2 separate regions of the Capsicum annuum genome follow, and region 1 is linked to region 2. The links are chromatin contacts, called in public Hi-C maps. All regions are on one chromosome and are shown on one strand. Each heading gives the region's core, a stretch centred on a gene start, on an enhancer-like site or on the middle of the called end of the contact. The rest is flanking DNA. Distances are from core to core; before and after follow the strand shown. Region 1 has its middle 10 kb from the start of LOC107863994. Region 2 holds the start of LOC107863995 (cysteine-tryptophan domain-containing zinc finger protein 3).

Evidence for each region. Hi-C and Micro-C count contacts between places; a contact is called where the count stands out from the background.
Region 1: a Hi-C map of leaf shows a contact between it and region 2, with 5 times the contacts expected there. The contact joins the enhancer-like site here to the promoter of LOC107863995 in region 2. A contact is called at or near these places in 3 of 5 Hi-C or Micro-C datasets (bud and leaf).

What each region holds. Positions count from the first base shown.
Region 1 is chr3:32,414,542-32,417,716 of UCD10Xv1.1, forward strand. No RefSeq gene overlaps it. Among protein-coding and RNA genes, the nearest start is that of LOC107863994, 10 kb to the right of the region's middle. Within about 2 kb of position 1,875, at least 3 of the 5 cell types and tissues checked have an H3K27ac peak or open chromatin away from gene starts, as enhancers often do. A contact at or near this core is called in leaf, where this site is marked.
Region 2 is chr3:32,374,014-32,377,150 of UCD10Xv1.1, forward strand. LOC107863995 (cysteine-tryptophan domain-containing zinc finger protein 3) reads right to left here and starts at 1,364. Exons shown (of 14, transcript XM_016710227.2): 1 at 739-1,364. The coding sequence starts at 924.

The DNA.
Region 1 (3,175 bases), core at 625-3,124, 41 kb after region 2:
CTGAGATTGATACATAGATCTAATTTTAACGATATATCGCATTATTTTTATGATACATAATAAGAAATTGCATGTGATTTGAGTTAGTTTACACCTGATATATTCAACATATTATGATGCATAGATCAATTTTTCTGAGATATATCATTATATCTAATACATACAAAATTTTAAAATTATTTTGGATTGTATTGCAACTGATATATTACAAAATACTGAGTACAGTTGGTACATATATGTTGTATTTATAGTTCATATAAAAAAACACGTGGTAGCTTATGTATCATTATCAATAATATGTTTTGACTTAGGTACGTATAAGTTTTTTTCACCTTTTTTGCTGATTTAGTTTTGTATTTTGTGTAACATTTTGTGGAGCATTTTGATTTAGAGGATTTGAGAGAATTGTGATTGGAGGATGTTGATGACGGTGGTTAGAACTTGAATTAGGAAATTGTTGCTAATTTTCAGGATTCAAAAAACATATCCCAATCAAAATCCCACTAATTTCTCTGTCATTTAATCTCTTATCATTATTTTTATTTTTTATAGGCAATTAATTTGCTATTTATGTATTTGGAAGGGATTTGGTGTAATTATGAAAAAAATTGGAAAAGAGTGTAATTAGGTAGCAAATTGTTGGAGTTTATGTTATTTGCCTTCTTTTTAACCAAGAAATAATTTTCATATATTTTTGAGTAGCTGATAAAATGAAACCATTTTAATTTTTTAAAAATTTTCAAATAGTATTTTTTATTTTTTTTTTAATAATAGTTGTTTTAAATAGCAATAAATATTTCAATTATAGAGTGATGATACATAAATAAAAGAAAATTAATAAAGAGAAATGAATTTTGAAATATAAATAGAAGGGAAATAGTCAAAATCCTTTTTAATTAGTACTAATATTCTTTTATAGAACACGTAAAAATGAAACTCGACAAATAATTTGAAAAAGAAAGTTAAAACACAATGTAAAAATAAAACTCGACAAATAATTTGAAAAAGAGAGTAAAAACACAATGTTTGACATTTACTTTTTGTTTTTTTGGTAATAGGGATACGTATATTATAGCATCATAACAAAACTATAGACTAGTAGATAAATTTACAAAAGCATTGGACGACAAACTTCCTAACGACTTAACATGCTTAGTAACTATGCCTCCTCTCTTATCAGCATGCAAATTGTTTAATAAGTCCTGAGGAGGCAGCTAGTAGTAGCCCTGACTGAGTTATTCGACAAGATGGATGGTCGTGCAGTGGAGATGGCTTTCCTTGCTAGACTATCTGCTAGTCTATTATGCTCTCTGTATATACGGATAAGCGTCGGATTACCCAGCTGTCAGAGAAGGAACCTACTATCAGAAAGTAGTGCACTATTAGTATCTGAATAGTTAAACAAAGTAATTAAATGGTCAGCATCCACGTTTATCTCTAAAGGCTTTAGTTCATGCTCCATTGCAAGCTGCAAACCTATAAATAAAGCCAAGAGTTCAAGATGATAAATATCTTGTGCAAAAGTGTATGCAGTGAGTCCCATAACCCAATCACCTATTCTGTTTGGAGAAACTCCCCCTAAACCCCCAAGACTTGTATTTGGACATAAGGTTGCGTCAGTGTTCAACATAAGGTGATCATCTTTTGGGGGGTTCCACTTAACATAGAGGGTACGTAAAGGGATTTCGTTTTGACATGTGAATCCCCTGCGAGGAACCACAATTGAGACGCTAAATTTAAAGCAAAAGCTGAGGATGGGGCGCCATGTTGCCTATCAAAAAGATGTTTATTGCGATAGTTTCATGTATCACATAGGCAGTTGGGGTATGAGGACCTCCAGTGGTAAGGTTGAAGGGAGAGATTTGTGATGATGAGTTACAACATTTTTTATCCATTTTGTAAAAGAAATGAAAGAGTCCTCAGGTGGCGGGGTAGCAAACAATAACCCGTGTTAATAGTTAGTTTTTCCCAAAATTGCGTAAGCGGAAAATAAAGCACTGCTGCACCTGTCAAGGTTCGAACCCGGGTTGTTGATGTAGAATGGACTATGCTTCTCTAGCTTGTCAAGGATGTGCAACATGTATATAACCTTAAATATCTATATTTAACCTATATACTCGAAAATTTTTTCCACGAAGGGTGTTCAGGTGGCTCCGCCGCTGGTTGAGCACTAGTAACCAAAGAAAAAGCTTTAGTTTTGTGAGGATATTAAGTTTCCAGATCCACATGAGACCACCTGGATCCTTAGACTCGTTGTTTTTCAGGGACATGTAATTGTAGCATGATTGAACTGTAAATCTACCCATATTAGTAAGGCCCCATTTAATAGGATCATATGTATTACAGTACGTAGGAAAGTGTACAACAGTGATTTGGTTTCAAATCAGCTCAGGGAATTCCATGAATTATTGAAAAGGTAATCGTGAATATTTTTGGCAACGGATCGTAGATGAGGGAACGCAGGCCTTTATCCAAGGCTGGTACCAGAAATTGATGAATTTCCCATTCGCGGGGTGCCATATGAGGCCTTTTTGACAGCATTTCCAACCTATTTTTTGAAGTTTTTTCCAAATTGCAGATGTATACATTGAAGTCGAAGATAGATGGAAACATAGATGCCCATATGGAGTTGTCCAAGCGGAAGAAGCCAGCAGAGCTTGATGTTTCATAGCTAGGCTTTGAATTCCTAAGCCTCAATATTTTTTCAGATACGTTATAGTAGACCAATTAACAAGATGTAACCTCTTATGGGACATTGTTGAGGAAGTGGAAAAGTGCTCCCTCACTTTTATTTTACTCAACTCTAGTACTAAAAATAATTTTTTTCCTCCCTTCGTCACCTTACTTGTCCACCTTACAACTACACAAAAAGAGTGTACATTTTTGCTATTGAATTATTTCATAATCCAAGGAGAAGAATAACACTCTTTATCAGTATCATAACCTCTTGATGGGAAATGAAACTTAGATCACGATGGGAACCTACTTATGAGTGAAATTTCGTTGACACATAAATTCCCCAGAAAAAACTACAAACTAGTCAAAGGATGGCCTGTCTTATTCTTCTCTCATTTGGGACCCCTATTTTCTCGAAGCAGATAGTCTTGTCTAAGCTAGAACAGCAGATTCGTGAGCAAGAACGTATTTCACAGCTGATTCAACAGCAATCGTTTTT
Region 2 (3,137 bases), core at 114-2,613:
TAAGATAGAGAAACATCACTTATTCATGAGGTCTAACAACATTCCTTTTCCTTTTCCTTTTCCATTTCCTTATCATGTTTTTCTGTTACACATGAGAAGACCTCTTATTGGAGTTTGATTTTGGCTCGTAAATCCATTTGACCTTTATTAAAATTTAAAATTTGGTTTTAGACAGTCAATTATATCGAGTTACCGCAACAAAAGACACACAATACAACACTAAATGCTAGCAGAGTAGAAAAGTTAATACACAAAATCAACCAATTACAATCAAATAGAGTGCGCACCATAATTCAAAACTTAAATGCTTTGATCCCAATTGTAAATCCATATTTTTGTCAATTATTCATTAGGTTTAACAACATTCTTTTTCTTTTACCTTATCAAGCTTTTCTCTTAGACAAGAAAAAAAACTCTTATCAAAGTTTAATCTTAAACTGTTTAATCCATTTCCTTTTATCAAAGTTTAATCTTAAACTGTTTAATCCATTTCCTTATCAAGTTTCTCTTATACATGAGAAGGTCTCTGATTAAAATTTAATTTTGAACAGTCAATTATATCGAGCAACCACTATAGCAGATACATAACATAAGTATACAAAACTACATGCTAACAAACTAGAAAAGTCCATACACAAAAATGCACCAATTACTATCAAACAGAGTATGGCTTCGATCTCAATTATAAATCCACAACTATGATCAACACTAAGAACATAACATGAAAAAGTAACTCACAAGGTAAGATAGAGAAACATCAGGGTCAATGGTTGAATCATCATCATCATTGTTGTTGTTGTCGTCATAACTGTAAGCCTCTCCTTCTTCAAGCTCAGTTTCTTCCATAATCATTTCTCTTCTTCCACCATCAAACCCTAAGCCTATCCCCTTCCTTCCATCTCTACTACTCCCAATAGAAATCATTCAAATAAAAAAAAAAATCAACAAATTTTCACTTTTCACACCCACAAAAACCTATATACTTTGTCTTAACAACCCACAAAATTCTCCACCAATTTATCAATGTTCCAAAACTCTTCAACTCAACTCATCGAGATCGCAAAAAAAAAAAAAAAAAAAAACAGCAAAAAATTACCAACACAACTGACGTCAATTGTAATTTTAAAAAAAAATAATCAAAAAAATATTATTAAATCAAAACAAAAAGAAAAACTGATTATGGATTTATTAAAGCTAATTTAAGATTTTTCTGGAAATTAAAAACTTGGATCGCCCTTACTAAGATCTTTGTAAAGCTCAAAAACTACGAGCATTTAGAGAGAGAAAATGAAGAAAGAGAAAGACTCTGGTTTTGGTGTATTACCAGCCGCGTTTATTTTGCGTTTTTTGTTTTGCTTATTTTTTTTTTCCTTGTAAAAGTTATATAAATTAATGGAATAATATAAGTAGTATTTATATTATGATATATGCATTTGACAGATAGAAACACACCCATATGACCTAACAGATACACCTGGAGTACTATATAATCTGATCCAAATTGAAGAATTATTTTGAAAACTTTATGAATATATTTAAGGAGCTAGTAAAATGATTATACTACATAAAAATAATAATAATAATAAAATATTTAGTAATATTTTGAGAGAGAATAGAATTTCTGAAATAAATATAATGAGGTAGTAAAATAATTATGTTACATATAGATAACAATAATAATAACATATTCGGTAATATTTTGAGAGAGATAGAGTTTCTGAAATAAATTTAATAAGCTAATAAAATAATTGTGCTACATAAAGATAATAACAATAATAACATATTCAGGAACATTCTGGGAAAGGATAGAGTTTCTGGAATAAATTTAACGAGCTAGTAAAATAATTGTGCTACATAAAGATAATAACAATAATAACATATTATGTAACATTCTGGGAGAGAATAGAGTTTTTGGAATAAATTTAACGAGCTAGTAAAATGATTGTGCTACGTAAAGATAATAACAATAATAGTATATTCAGTGACATTTGGGGAGAGGATAGAATTTCTGAATAAATTTAACGAGCTAGTAAAATGATTGTGCTACGTAAAGATAATAACAATAATAACATTAATATAATAACAATAATAACATATTCAATAACATTCTGAGAGGGGATAGAGTTTCTGAAATAAATTTAACGAGTTAGTAAAATGATTGTGCAACATAAAGATGGCAACAATGATAATATATTCAATTATATTCTGGGAGAGGATAGAGTTTCTGGAATAAATTCAACGAGCTAGTAAAATGATAATGCTACATGAAGATAATAACATATTGGCAAAATGGCTCAGTGGACCCCTGCACTATATCGGTTTTGTAAGTTGAACACTTCTACTTACACGTTTGTCATCTGAATCCTTAAACTCATTAAAAAGCAATATTTTAAACACTTTTTTGGTGAGTGTAACACACTCTCCCCACGTCAGCTGTCACGACTGCCACATCAGCTGCCACATCATTTTCAAGTATTGCATGTAATTTCAAGTTATTTTTTATTGCTACATAATAAATTAAATATTAAAATTAATTTAATTAAATAAGAAAAAATTATAAATTGTAGAAATATTTGAATAATCATGTTTTTATTTTTGCTCACAAATTAAATATCAAATTCATTTCGAATAATCAAAATTCTTCTCCAAATAATTTAAATTTTTAACTATAAATTCATATATACAAATATAATGAATTTTTGATTTTAAAATTTGAATATCTTTAACAATTTCAAATTTAAATTTTCAACTATAAATTCTAATACACAAACACAAAAAATTTAATTAAACATCAAATTTATTTCAAATAATTGAAATTTTCTCCAATTAATTTAAAATTTTAACTATAAATTCACATACACAAACATAATAAATTTTCAATTTTAATTTAAATATCTTTAACAATTTGTAAAATTTACAAAATTAATGCTATACAAAATGAAAAATTTAAATTAAAAAAGTAAGTAAAAAAAATTAAAATTAAAACAATAACAATTTTTTTTTTTTGACAATAAACAACAACAACAATATCAACCACAACAAAGACCCACTTGAGGAATATATATAATTTTTTTTTACAATGAACAATACAATAAATCAACCACGTCAAATTTTTTCTTTTTGACAATGAACAACAA